Linked DNA regions of Mus musculus: all the other regions are linked to region 2. A link is a contact called in public capture Hi-C and promoter capture Hi-C data. All regions are on one chromosome and are shown on one strand. Each heading gives the region's core, a stretch centred on a gene start, on an enhancer-like site or on the middle of the called end of the contact. The rest is flanking DNA. Distances are from core to core; before and after follow the strand shown. Region 1 overlaps Phkb (phosphorylase kinase beta). Region 2 holds the start of Neto2 (neuropilin (NRP) and tolloid (TLL)-like 2). Region 3 holds the start of Mylk3 (myosin light chain kinase 3).

Region 1 (4,883 bases), core at 2,135-4,634, 290 kb before region 2:
CTGCTCCCCTACCCAACCACTCCCATTTCTTGGCCCTGGCATTCCCCTGTATTGGGGTATATAAAGCTTACAATACCAAGGGGCCTCTCTTCCCAGTGATGGCTGACTAGGCCATCTTCTGCTACATATGCAGCTAGAGATACGAGCTCTGGGGGTACTGGTTAGTTCATATTGTTGTTCCACCTATAGGGTTGCAGCCCTTCAGCTCCTTGGGTGCTTTCTCTAGCTTCTCCATTGGGAGCCCTGTGTTCCATCTTATAGATGACTGTGAGCATCCATTTCTGTACTTGCCAGGCACTGGCATAGCCTCATATGAGACAGCTATAACAGGGTCGCTTCAGCAAAATTTTTCTGGCATTGTGCAACAGTGTCTGGGTTTGGTGGCTGATTATGGGATGGATCCCCAAGTGGGGTAGTCTCTGGATAGTCCATCCTTTCGTCTTAGCTCCAAACTTTGTCTCTGTAACTCCTTTCATGGGTATTTTGTTCCCAATCTAAGGAGGAATGAAGTATCCACCCATTGGTCTTCCTTCTTCTTGATTTTCTTATAAAACACACTCTTTTTAAAATCTGCTTTTGAGAGAACATAATTTAGTGCTTGTCAATTAAATTAAAAATCAATTCTACTAAATAATGTATACAGTACAGGAAACTCAATTCTGATTTCTGCAACACTGTCCTGAGCTGTGTTCTAATTTGCTTCATTCTTAAAATGCCTTATACTGCATAAATATTCTTCTGGGGCTGACCTTTTACTAAAAGAAAGACAAGAAGGGAGAAAGAGGAGGAAAAAAAAAAAAAACCAAGAAAGTCCAAGGCCAGTTTTGATACCAGGGCAGTGAATTCACAATGCCTGGCCTCTCTGCCTGAGGACTGCAGACATCCATCTGTGCTCATTAGCCTTCATCAGTGGGGCTTGCAAGCACTAGGCAGTTATCATTATGGGCAGTTTTCCGCAAAACCTCATTATCTGAAGAAACCAAGCAGATGCTTTGTCCATGTCAATTCTACAGGAGACATTGAACCACAGTGTTAACCCTTAGGAACTAAGGAGCTAAGGACCACCCAGCAAATGGGAACACCCAGACTGGGATGAAGGGCATCTTGTTCTGCTATTTCCAGCTAGGCCAAGACAACAAAATGGAATGACAAATAGAAAGAGGAGAAACAATAGCATGTTTGAAAGACTAAAACTGGCTCAAGAATACAGTTAGGCAGGTAGAAATAACCCAAAGGGTTCATATATTTATCTACTAGATTAGTGATTCTGTACACTTTCATTTAAAAGTGAAAAATGAAATTTAAAAAGTATCCATGGATCTCAGATGCAGTTTCCAATGTCCAAATGAACAGAGCAGGCAAAGCAAACAACACTTCTTCCAGTGACTGCAATTATCTTACAGAAGAATGACACGCACAAAATAAAACAGCTTCTACCTCTTTCAAAAGCACTTACTGTCACTTGATGCATCTATATACTTATCTTAAAGAAATGACAAAGCTAAAGGTCCTGCTTCCTTCCTGGAAACAACAATAAAGCAGTTATAAAAGCCCAGGCTAGAGAGTCCAGCCATGGTCCTCACAACTCTGATTAAACCTAAGGGAAGGCAAATATTGCAAAACCAGTAGACAAGAATGGAAGGACCGACCTCAGGAGACATCTGTAAATGAGAGATGAGTGGTGGCAGCAGACAGGGGAAGGGCCAGCTTCCTAAAGCACAGTCATTTCACTCTTGGGTTTCTGTGTCATGTAAAAGGACTTCATGTTGTGGGTCACACCAAAGAAAGATTTCTAATGGTAAGTGGGGGGAACCAGAGGTTAGATGTAAGTACAAGAAGCAGGCTTCTTTTGAGGGTTTCTCCTTTGGGTGCTTGTACTGACTAGATTAGTCCTCTAGTGTCTGAATTTAAAATGTTAGGTCCTCTAGTAGCAGAAGTGGAAGAGGTGAGTGAGGTCTGTGTAACATACAGGTTGACAGGCCTCTATCTCAGCCAGAATCCCAACTTTTAACTTTAACATGTTGAAATCCTACCTAAAATTCCTTCTGGAATAGATATGAACATGATAAATCAGCAGTCAACTTGATGGATGAAGAAACTGAGACCTAGAAATGGGAAATAGCTGAGCAACCATCACCGCTGAAGGTGGAAGGCCCAGAGGCAGGAGAGATTAGGGTTCTCTGTCCTGACCTGTCTGTCCTGGAGTTTCCTGAGTCAGATTACTGCTTGGTCAGAACTAATAAACTCATGTGTATATGTGTATGTATGTGCATGTGTGTGTTTGTGTGTGTGCAGGTGTGTATGTGTGATTAAATCAGAGGCTTTCATTACAAAAAGGACTTTGCTAAGGAAAGTTCTCGTGAAGACCATGTTAGGTGGAAAGGGCACAATGGGAAAGGCACTGAGGCAGAAAGGTTGAAGTATTTGAGGAGAACAGTATGTCTAGAGAACAACAGAGTTGTGAATTTGTCGCCTGTGTGACCTGAGAGATGCCATCTCTCTCTCAGTTTCAATGTCAACTTCCTGCCTTATAAAATGAAAGGCACAAAACAAGGACTAAGACTAACACGCTATAATGTGATACAGGCACTGAGCCTAATGCATGATTTTGCATTTTCTTCATTTAAGGAGAAAAATACTTGCATGCCTGTTACAGAGATGAGTAGCTCAATGGCTTCTACAGGTGTTTCAAAAGAGGAGGAAAACAAAACCACATTTGCAGCCGGAGGTCTGAGACAATAGATGTTTCCCCAGAATGACTTTCTACATAACAATACATTTCAACTGTTTTATAATCTCTTGCCTTGTTTTCATTAGCTATATACTATAAAATATTTTTATTTAGGAATAGCAGAGGATTATGTAAATAGAAATGATCTAATGAAGAGCAAGTCACATTAATAGATTTAAATGTGATGCCAGCATTTTACAGCAATAAACATCAGAGTATGGTCAGCTGCTATTAGGACCAATGTCTAGAGTAAAAATGATTAGCGATTATCTGGTAAAGCACACCTTATGCTGACCGTGTTTCCAGAGAGTTTTAAGTGGTGGCGCACACCTTTGATCCCAGCACTCGGGAGGCAGAGGCAGGCGGATTTCTGAGTTCAAGGCCAGCTTGGTCTACAAAGTGAGTTCCAGGACAGCCAGGGATATACAGAGAAACCCTGTCTAAAAACCAAAAAAAAAAAAAAAAAAAAAAAAAAGAAAGGAAGGAAGGAAGGAAGATCCACCCTGACTGTGTGCAACACCATCAGATAGGCTGGAGTTCAGGACAAAGAAGAAGAAAATTGAAAAAAGGAAGCTGAAATTAGCCTCCATCTGTTTCCTCTTCATGAGTGCAAATGAAATGGGACCAGGTTTCTGACAGGATGCCCACAGCTAGAGAGGTCTCTCAGCCACACTCCCTCCTTGGATGAACAGTACCCTTAATCTGTGAGCCAAAAGAAACTTTCTTTCCTTCCTTAAACTGTTTCTCTGTTACTTTGTCATAAAAACACAAAAAGTAACCACTGCTCTTGCTAAGGAGACAAATGAAGAGGTATACACAGACACATGAAGAATTTTAGAAAGATAATGTAGCATGTCATTGAGCATTAAGAATATGTCAACGACTATAAAAACGTGGATACCAATGAGGCTATAACACAAGACAAGAAAGCTTCCATATGCCTACGTATTTGTAAACTGTTTCAGGATGTGTGATCACACTGTGAACCCTGATATTGTGTTGTTTACTGGGAAAACCTGTTTCTAGTTGTGGTGTGGCTCAGCCCTAGCACACACCTTTAATACAAGAGCTTTCTGCTTATTGTAAACAGGATTAAATGAAGGCAACCATAGGTAGAGGCCGACTAATTGCCAATTGATAGGGAGTGGACATAAAAAAAAAAACACCATAGAGTGTAAGAGGAAGTCAGGAGGGAGGATAGAGACACACAGGAAGTAGAGAGTTGGGGCATTCAGTTTGAGGGCCTTTTTAGATTATATAAACAAAGAGCCTCTTTGTGGGACATCAGCTGTGGAAGATCAGCTGGGTTGCTATCTCTGCCACTCATGAGTTAGCAGGCTTTCACTCCAGTATCTAGCTCCCTAATATTCTTTGGTAAAATTAAACTGTTGTAATTTCCTTAAAAACAATAGTAAATTTATCATTTTCTCCTAGACTGATGATTTTTTCTCAGTTCTTAAGTATGCAATTTGAAATAAAATGAAAAATAATATTTATTGAGCTCTTAAAATGTATGACACATTAAACTCAAGAGAAAGAAGACCAAAGTGTGGACACTTTGCCCCTTCTTAGAATAGGAAACAAAACACCCATGGAAGGAGTTACAGAGACAAAATTTGGAAGTGTGACGAAAGGATGGACCATCTAGTGATTGCCATATCCAGAGATCCATCCCATAATCAGCTTCCAAACACTGACACCATTGCATACACTAGCAAGATTTTGCTGAAAGGACCCAGATATAGCTGTCTCTTGTGAGACTATGCCAGGGCCTAGCAAACACAGAAGTGGATGCTCACAGTCAGCTATTGAATGGACCACAGGGCCCCCAATGGAGGAACTAGAGAAAGCACCCAAGGAACTAAAGGGAACTGCAACCCTATAGGTGGAACAACATTATGAACTAACCAGTACCCCGGAGCTCTTGTCTCTAGCTGCATATGTATCAAAAGATGGCCTAGTCGGCCATCACTGCAAAGAGAGGTCCATTGGACTTGCAAACTTTATATGCCCCAGTACAGGGGAACACCAGGGCCAAAAAGGGGGAGTGGGTGGGTAGGGGAGTGGGGGGGGTGGGTATGGGGAACTTTTGGTATAGCATTGGAAATGTAAATGAGCTAAATACCTAATTAAAAAAATGTATGACACATTT
Region 2 (4,745 bases), core at 775-3,274:
TCTAGAGGTGATTGAAAGCCTGAAGGAGGATATGCGTAGCTTACATGCTCACGGTTTCCTATTGTAGTGGCTATTTCTGGTTGTCAACTTGACAATATTTGGAATGAACTACTATCCGGAATTGGAAGGCTCACCAGTGACCCTTATCTGGAGGCTTGGAGATCCTTATCTGGATCTTGGTTTGAAGATCTTGAGCCATAGTGGCTATGGATTCCAGAAGATTGAATCTCCGTGTTTAAGGAACACACCTTTAATCTGGGCTACGCCTTTCATCTGGGATTAAAGGTGTGGCGGAACACACCTTTAATCTGGGCTACACCTTCTGCTGGAGACAATATAAGGACATTGGAAGAAGGGAGTCTTGCTCTTGCTCCTGCTCCTTCGCCTGCTTGCTACGTGAGACTGAGTAACTGCTAGATCCTTGGACTTCCATTCACAGCTGCGACTGAACAATTGTTGGGAATTGAGCTGCCGACTGTAAGTCATCAATAAATTCCTTTATTATCTAGAGACTATCCATACGTTCTGTGACTCTAGAGAACCCTGACTAATACACCTATGAAGACCTTGACATGTGTCAGGAGGATTAAGAGACAGACATCCTAAAACCAATGGAGAGATGAGTGCATCTCCACATTCAAAGTCCACATTCTCTTTAATCTTTAGTTTCTGATGACACTTGTCCCAAATTCCCTGCTCACACTTGCATCTTACCTGACACTTGACAATCATGACTACACCCCTCCTCTTCACTTGCCATCCAAACATTTTCCATCTTCTTTCTCCCCTTTTTCATGGAGCGTTCTCTGATGACATCATACAGGCTGTTTTTTGTTTTTTGGGTTTTTTTTCTTTTCCTCCATCAACAACTATGCATTGTTGATCCAGAAACTCAAAGGGCTTCCCAGTTTCTTTATCCACTCTTGCCCAGGACTTAAACTGAATTATTAACTGCTGTCCCCATTTATCATTATTTTATTTGTGGAAAAGGTTCTAAAATGCCTTATTCACTGGTTCCTGGGTGCAATTTTAATTTAACTGCAGGTGATCACCTTATAAGCCCCAAATCACACATCTTTCATAACCACTGAAGCACACAGCAAAGGGCTAAACAACTTTATGCTAATAGGTGTTAATTGGTTTTATTTATAAACTTGTTAATTGCTTATACTTCTGTGACTTTCTTAGAGCGATCCAAGAAAAGAAAGAATGTGACACCCTTGGAATATTTTGTTCAGTTGCTGGACGTTCTAATTAGCCATAATTTGCTAGATAAACATTTATATATCAGATCAATTACGGTAGGGACTTAATATTGGTAGGCCCCCCAATACCAGTCATTGTTATATGCACATAACTCAAACCAATAAATGACTGTAGCCCGCCTGCATTCAAGTCATTTCTATTTCAGTAGGATGAAGCAGCTCTGCCAGCAAGACAATTTCAATGCACAAGAGCTGGAGGAAGACGAGATCATGCACAAACTATCCAAGGCACATATAATTCCTTTCCGGTGGCGCTCAGCGGTCCGTCTGTACGGCTGTGGTTAGGGGTGGCCTTGGGGAGACCCAGTCTGCATTCAGTCGCGCCTGTCTCTGCAGCTAGAACAAAGTTTCACTTTTCTGGCTGGCGTGGAGCTTTCAGCCCACTGTGGCGAGGACTGGGAGTGAGGATTCCTCAAGCAGCGCTGTGCCTGGCAACTGTTGGAGAAGGTTCAGTAGGTGCAACAACCCTTACTGCTGGCCGGGGGAACTCACCCGGGCACCTCCAGGGCCCCCGCGGGGGTCTCCCTTCCACCGAGATCAGCAAGGCTGAGCAGACGTTTTCAAGCACCTGAGCTTGAGGTCCTCCGAGAGGGGATGGAAAAATCGGACCTGGGGAGCTCAAGGCTTCGAGAAGACACCGGCAGGGAGGGGTGGGCCGCGCGCGAGGCCCGGGAAGCGAGTGGCGGGCGGGGCACGCGGGAGGGCGGGGCTGCGCGTGCGCAGTGGCCCCGCGGCCGGCACGCGGCGCTGCGCTCGCTGCTTAAATGAGCCGGGGCTCCCGGCGCGCGCCACTTCAAGGGAGCCCGCCGCGGGAGCGTCCGCCGCTGGCTTTCCTCAGCCCGCCGAGAGGCGGCGGCCGTCGGGGACCCGGCACGGCGGGCCGAGGCGCTGCGCCCGCTGCTAGGAAGCGGCGGCGGCCGGCGATGGGGACGGAGCGAAGCTACCCCGCCGGGCCGTGACCACCGCGCCGCCGCCTCGGGCGCTCTCGGAGCGCCGACGCTGAGGAACATGGCCCTGGAGCAGCTCTGCGCGGTCCTCAAAGGTAAGCGCGGGTGCGGGCAGCGCCCCCTTGCGGGCCAGGCCGCGCTCCGCTCCGCTCCGCCGCCGCCTTCGCGCCCTTTGTCTGGGCCAGGCCGCCCGCCGCCGCTGCGAGCTCGCTCCGGGGGACGCCGGCGACTCCGCGCCTTGCAAAGTGTGCGAAGCGAAGGCCGGTGGCCCCAGGTTGCCACCGCAGAAAGTGGTAGCACACAAACCACGAAAGCCCCAACTCCGACGCGCCGCAGCGGTTTCGGAGAAGCCCCCAATGTCCGCGCCTCCCGCGGGTCCCACCTGCTGCGGCCGGGAGGCTGCGGCACCACTGCGGGCTCGGGGCTGCGCGGCGGCCCTGCATGCCCCCCGCGCCCCGCGCCCCGCGCTGCCTTCCCGGGATCGCCGAGTCCCGCTGCCTCATGAGTCCTGTGCGGAGGATGCACGGGTCGGCAGCGGCCGGCGAGCTGACAGCATCGAGCTCCTAAAGCCACTGAGAGGCTGCCTCTCCGCGGAGGTGCTGTTTCAGATAAATATTTCTAGATGGTTTACATTGAGAGGCAAAGTTTATTCCAGAACTCGTCCTGGATTGATCCTTTCATAAATCTCAAGAAAAAGCACCGCCTTTCAGCAAATGACTTCCTTTTCCCCAAATGATTTAATTGCAAATGAATAATATCTGAATGGGTTTTTTTTTTTAAATCCTCTTATATTAAGAGAGAAAGTATGACAGTGTTAAAATACTGGCGCTTACATTTTTAGCACTGAATCCTGATATTTGCACAATTACACATTTTGGTGTTTTCCTGGTACGTGTTAACACCTTATTTTCAAATTTGTTTTGTTAGAAAGTTCAGTGGAACTTTTTGTTGTTCTTGAACTAACAACGTTTTAGACAAACTTCATAATTGGACAAATATTCATAAATTACTAATTGACGTTACAGCCATTTAATTTAAATATTTACCTACCTAACTATATGCATATCAATACTTTTATGTTCAGACTGTGCCAAGATAACCACTAACCTTCTAGCCAGTGAATATTTATTTCAGTTAATCCATAAATTCTTAATAATTTTATTATATAAAAACAAATAAAAAATTCTGTAGCTGCTTTAACTCCTGATTATGTAGTTATTTCCTTGGAAATTAACATTTTGTTTCACTCTTTAATAATAAATGAACCACATGCACAAATGGATTTCTGCTGCTTTAGAGGAATTCTCTTCATTCTAATTGTGAACCCACCATAGTAGGGTTGCCAGCATCATAATGACACGACTATATGAGAGTAGCCTCCCGCAACACTCAGTTGGATCTGTTACACAGCTTTACCTGCAGAACTCAAGGAAACTGAATTGGATAGGGCAATCTCCAGAGGTACTCAAGGAATTGCAGCTCCGCTGCCTGTGCCTTTTCAGTGGGTACACACTGCCCTCTCTGGCCAGTGTGGATTATTGCGCCTATCCAGAAACTCCGTGCTGATGACTGAGCTCCAGTGAAAACAGTGTAGTATCTGGCTTTTATTTTATTTTTTCAAATATTATTCAACCTGAACTATTTTTACATGCTGAAGTATTTTTACAGCTCGAGAAAAATTGTGATGTGGGCTTGCTAAGAAGAGAGCAATCTATTTTTAATTCTATACTGTGCTTTGTAAGCATTAGAATTTGGTCAAGAAAGACTAAAAGAAAAACATTTTGAACCTGAGAAGGCGATCTGGAGGCTGAAAGAAAAAGGGATAGCCTGGATTTTACTGCACATATTAAATCATTTGCTTTTCAAATCAAATGCATATTTTCCTACACAAAATATTATTAAAATGTACCTTAAGACAACTACTCCTTTTCAGTGCTACTATTCATTTGTGTTCCAAGGCATGAAAAAGCATCCCTCAAGTGTATTATAAGTGAATTTTTCCACATCAAGAGGTTCTTCTCTTAAGTAGCCATTTAACACTTGTATAATTATAGATGCTACTTACTTAAATCCTTGTTTTGAAATATAATGGACACTTTCCAGTTAAATACCAGAAATGACTATGAGGTTTTGAGTGGAAAGTACTTTTTAAATTATGGAATTATGAACCAATTGCTTCTTTCTCAAATATTGTACATTTGCTCCAGAAAAATCCTATTAGACCCATTGATATTCAAAGCTATATAATCTGAGGTTAAGTTTATGACATAATGGAGCTTAACTATGCCTTAGCCATCTGTATTTAAAAATCTTGTCTCAACTGAGTATTAACTTCTGTTCTTTAGTCTTAAACCTATCCAGGAAAGATATAGGGGGAAGCTGTCTCTTTAACAGTAAAGCTTCTTTTTAACTCAGCCCTCGTAATACTTCACCACCACACACACACAAACACAGAGGGGAGGAGAAGGAGGAGATGGAAAAATTGTGTAATTATCAACTGAAAATTCATATTGAACAATGAATGGTTTTATTA
Region 3 (4,831 bases), core at 1,616-4,115, 340 kb after region 2:
ACAAAGAGTGCCACAAATCAAGGCACTTTAAAAATACATTTTTGGGGCTGAGTGGGTGACATAGCATGCCTTTAATCCTGCCACTCAGAAGGCAGAGGCAGATGGATCTCTTGAGAGTTCGAGGCCAGTCCAGTCTACAAATCAAATTCCAGGACAGCCAAGGCTACACAGAGAAACCCTGTCTCAAAAACAAAACAAACCAAAAAACATTGGTGGGAACAGAGAGGTAGTTACAGGGAGATGGGGGATTTTAATAGGCTCCAGATCTTCTCTGATCTGATATCTTCCCTATAAAAAGTTATTTTTAGGCTTATTTATTTTATGTGTATGAGTGTTTTGTTTGCATGTGTGCATGTACTGTATGATTCATGGTGTCAGCAGATGTCAGAAGAGGGTGTCAAATCCCCAGGAACTGGAGTTGCAGGCAGTTGTAAGCTACTGTGTGGTGTGTCCTGGCGGCTATGCTGCCGAGCCCCCTGTTCAGCCCTGAGATGGCAGTCTCTGGTGGAGACTAGGGTTGTGCTAAATTAGTACATTCCCAAGGTTTTTATCTGTTTGTCAGAATGTGAGGTCCAACACAGACATGGACAAGGAGCAGCTGTTTGGTAAGCTAAAGATCGATCACCCAAGATAAATTGTAACTTAGCCCTGAAGCTGCAGCCTTTCAAATGTTGCCCAAACCTGGAGTTTAAGGCAGGAGCCTTCACAGGCAGCATCTTTTCAGGAACCGTGGCTCACAGGTCCATGTTTCAATGGTCTGATAGCCAGAGCAAGGGACACGAATGTTTCCTTAGGAAATATTCATCCCTGTCAGGCTGACTCACTACAGTACCTGGTACATAATGTGCTGGGTTACTGTGTGTAATGCTGGGTCCAGGGCTCTGTGACACTAGGTAACCGCTCTACCAGCTGAGCTACAGCCCCACTCCATGTATCTGTCTTTAATCTCACCAAGAGAAAACAGACCAGTGTTCCTTTCCATCTTGCCATGCTCATTCCATCACCAAGACTCAGGAGCACGCCCAGAAATGAGTTTGGATAGCTCCAGGCTGGGGAACAGGTGTCTTGTCGGGGGTGAGGTGATGGGGGGTTGTGATCAAACATAGCAAGAACACTGTTGGAAGGCTACCTGTGACTTAAAATAGCAAAATGGCTTGATGGTGCCTATGGGTCTCAGATTTCCAGGTCAGTTTATCAAAACTGATTGTGTTCAGTAAAGGGAATCTGGGGGGACACCAAAGCCCCCTTCCCTTGGTGCCTTCCTGTATGTGGCAAAACCACCCTCGGGACCATGTGCCTGTGTAGCCTGGGCATGTTTTCCTCTCAGGCCCTGCTATTTCCTTCAAGGGACTGCATGAAAGTTGTCATACTGGCCTGGGACATCCTTGGCACTTTTGTGTCCCATACCAGCTGTGACCTGAATGTGTCCACCTCAGGTGCTGATGCTTCTGTAAGAGTCTGACTCAAGCACAGTATTTTTGAAGTGTTTGAAAAGCACAGAAACACAGGCCTCCTTGTTCTCTGTGACACTAGAGAGCTTGGAACCTGAGACACTGTTGTCTGATTTGTTCATTATCATCATTACAGGGAGCCAGGAGGTCGCTGGTATATGTCGGCAGAGGGTATTTTTTTTTAAAGGAACATGACTTGTGGGGTTGCATTTCGTGAGTACGCTAGATTGTTGTTTCTCAGATCTGTGTTTAGGTAGGGGTCCCACGAGCATGTTTGCTAGAGGCATGAGCTGTAGACTTTCCCCACAGGCAGTCCAAATCCACGTATCATGGACCATCCAAACAGGGAACAGCAACAGAAAGCTCATTTTTAGTTTGCAGACACATTAACATTTCATGATGGTTAAAGGCCGAGCTCGATGGCGGGGCTTCATAGGTTACTCTGCCTTCGTCTTGCCTTGTGTTGGGAATTAAATGTGTGTGTGGCTGTGGGATTCCGTCTCCTCAGCGCCTGGAGTTCTGAAAACCCCTTTGCATAGTCTAGCTGAGGAGATGCTCCCGTAGGGATAATAAATCACAGAGGAGTTTACTTTAAGACAGTTTGTTAGTATGCATACTTTTATCCTTTTTTAGAGATCAAAGTGAATTTGTATGTAAATGAGGACATGTTTTTCTGCATTTTATTCTATTCTATTTTGTTTGTTTGTTTTCAAAACAGGGTTTCTCTGTATAGCCCTGGCTGTCCTGAAATTCTCTCTGTTAGACCAGGCTAGCCTCTAACTCCCAGAAATCAGCCTGCCTCTACCTCTCAATTGCTAGGATTAAAGGCGTGCACCAACAGCACCCTGTTATTTTTCTTTTAAATTAAATTGCAATTATATAATTTCCCTTTTCTTTTTCCTCCATCCAATCCCTCTCAGTTCCTCTCAAATTCGTTTTCTTTATTGTTATTATTATATGTATAAAAACACATAAATCTATAAATACAATTTACTGGTTTATTTAGCGTTAGTTGTATGCATATTATTTCAGGGCCGACCACTTGGTATGGGATAACCAATTAGGGCTCATCCCTGGGGAAGACTAATTCTCAGCTTTCCTTGGTTGTCTCCAGTTCTTTGTTTAAGGGTTGGGTCTCATGGATTCCCCTTCCCTGTTTGCATGTTAAAAGACATTTTTCTTCCATTCTTTAGCAAGAACTATATGAGCCCCAGCCTTCTCTGGGCAGACTCTTAAAATATCTGCAGTCAGCAGCCTCTTAAAGAGGAATGTTAATTGTTACCATGATGTCAAAGAGGCCCCAGGAGAAGGGCCTGGGCCAAACTCAGCCTGTCACTCTCTCAGTGGCTGAGTGCGAGATAGACAAGGCAGAAACACAGAGAACTTGGCCCTCTCCGTTCCCCCAAACAGCTCAGTCAGGAGGGCAGGCTGAGGCTCTGCAGCAAGGCTCTTACCAGCGGAGGACAATGGCCTTCCAGATGTTAGCACCAAAGTGAAAGGCAGATCCGCAGATCCGTGGTGCTGCAGGTTCCTTGCCTTTGTCCTTAGCAAACCCGAATTGGGATGTCAGGAGTTTCAGAGGAGGACCCAGAGGGTCTGGCCCCCCAGGGTCTGCCAGCATTGGGCGGAGCCTGCTTAGCCACCATGGACAAAAAACTTAATGTGCTGACTGAGAAGGTCGACAGACTCTTGCATTTCCAAGAAGATGTCACAGAGAAGCTGCAGTGTGTGTGCCAAGGCATGGATCACCTGGAACAAGATCTGCATCGGCTGGAGGCCTCCCGGGAGTTGAGTCTGGCAGGGTCTGGCAGCACTCCCCCAACCACGGCTCAGGCCGCATGGCCTGAGGTCCTGGAGCTGGTGAGGGCTGTGCGGCAGGAGGGTGCCCAGCATGGTGCCAGGCTCGAAGCCCTCTTCAAGATGGTGGTGGCTGTGGACAGGGCTATTACTTTGGTAGGGTCCACATTCCAGAATTCCAAGGTGGCTGATTTCATCATGCAAGGAACCGTGCCCGGGAGAAAAGGCAGTCTGGCCGATGGCCCGGAGGAGGTTGGTTCTGGATTCCCTGACCTGGCTGGAGTGGTTTCCGGAGACCCTGATGGGGAACTGGGACAGGAAATGGTTCTTAGGAGAGCTGGAGACAGTGTTTCCTTGTGTATTCTGTGTCTTGTTGTAGAGGAAATGAAAGGTGGAAATTTAAAGACCATAGATGGATTTCCACATAGTCCAGTGATCCCCACTCTCTTCAAAAACAAAAAGAATGAGGTGGTGATCCAGTCAGAATGGATCCTTGGGCAACTCCAGGCAACCGACCGAGACATGAGGGACAAACTAGCTGTGAGAGTGCTGAGGTCTGAGCTCAGGGAGAGGAAGGAGAGGAGAAAGAGGGAATGGGGAGCGGTGCTGATTTAATGACTTGTAGAGCTGTCGGGTCAAGTGCTCTCTCTCTTTGTCTGAGGATTCACATCATTCTAACTTCTTTCCTCTATTTCCCTTTTCATTTTTTCCTTCTCCCGACTAGAGAGCCTGAACCCAGTCTTGTAGTTACTAAAGCTACATCCTCAAGGCTTTGAACATTGTTAATAATTTCTTTTATAAATAATTTACATAAATTTTATGAATCCTGGATCATTAGTTCCAACCCCTGTTTCCTTAAAACAGAAACTAAGCACAAAGCAAAAGCACATTTCCTTATAGTTTTTACATGACCTGCTCTTCACGGGAGGCTGGGCACGGTGCTCTCGGTTTCCTAGTACTGCAGACAGCAGCCTTTAGTAACTACTTTCATGTAAGAACAGAAGGTGACAGACTACTAACGGATGGAATATGGTTTAAAACCTTTTACATTTTCAGTGAACTGCCTGTTCATGAACTTTCCTATTTTGTTTTACACCTTTCCCTTTTTTTATTTATAAAAGGTATTTATAGAATAATAGAATTAACTGCACTCTGTAACTATATAAGCATTTGAGAACAGGGGAAGTCATAGTCATGTCTTTTCATGTTTGCCATGGTGTATACATGAGGTGACGGTCAGTGCTGGTGGTCAGTACAATGCCTGTCTGCATTGCCCCGCTGTCTCTCCCTGGTCTTTTTGTTTAACTCTCATTATCAGTGACTGCCTGCTGGTTTGCGTTCTATCTTTCAGTTAGAATGTCAGATTTTAACTGGATCATGACATGAAGTTTTTAACTTGTCAAGGATGAACGTGCAGTTCAGAGAACTCTGTGAACTGAGGCTCAGCCACGGGTCTTTAACATATTCTTACTGCCCAAATCTAGACTCCAGAGACATCTAGAGACCCCCTATTTGTCTCGTAAGAGAGTAGGAGTGTAGTAATATGTAGAACTGAACTACACCCTGACATTGTTAAGTCTGGA

The links. Promoter capture Hi-C pulls out the DNA fragments that hold promoters and counts their contacts. Capture Hi-C pulls out chosen DNA fragments and counts their contacts.
Region 1: a contact with region 2 is called in a promoter capture Hi-C map of the HPC-7 cell line, with 5 times the contacts expected there. The contact joins the enhancer-like site here to the promoter of Neto2 in region 2. A contact is called at or near these places in 14 of 39 promoter capture datasets (the HPC-7 cell line, HPC-7-derived erythroid cells, cranial neural crest and 7 more), 1 of 484 Hi-C or Micro-C datasets (nephron progenitors), 2 of 115 datasets of contacts at active chromatin or transcription factors (astrocytes and bone marrow-derived macrophages) and 4 of 9 other capture datasets (adipose tissue, embryonic stem cells, liver and 1 more).
Region 3: a contact with region 2 is called in a capture Hi-C map of embryonic stem cells, with 3 times the contacts expected there. The contact joins the promoter of Mylk3 here to the promoter of Neto2 in region 2. A contact is called at or near these places in 2 of 39 promoter capture datasets (both in liver) and 1 of 9 other capture datasets (embryonic stem cells).

What each region holds. Positions count from the first base shown.
Region 1 is chr8:85,992,257-85,997,139 of GRCm38.p6, reverse strand. All of the region lies in intron 15 of Phkb (phosphorylase kinase beta), which reads right to left. Among named protein-coding and RNA genes, the nearest start is that of Phkb, 150 kb to the right of the region's middle. Within about 2 kb of position 3,384, at least 7 of the 459 cell types and tissues checked have an H3K27ac peak or open chromatin away from gene starts, as enhancers often do. A contact at or near this core is called in the HPC-7 cell line, where this site is marked.
Region 2 is chr8:85,698,203-85,702,947 of GRCm38.p6, reverse strand. Neto2 (neuropilin (NRP) and tolloid (TLL)-like 2) reads left to right here and starts at 2,024. Exons shown (of 9, transcript NM_001357288.1): 1 at 2,024-2,307. The coding sequence starts at 2,274. It overlaps Mir8109 (microRNA 8109), which reads right to left and starts at 2,043; the gene lies at 1,927-2,043.
Region 3 is chr8:85,363,358-85,368,188 of GRCm38.p6, reverse strand. It overlaps Mylk3 (myosin light chain kinase 3), which reads left to right and starts at 2,865. Exons shown (of 13, transcript NM_175441.5): 1 at 2,865-3,500. The coding sequence starts at 3,015.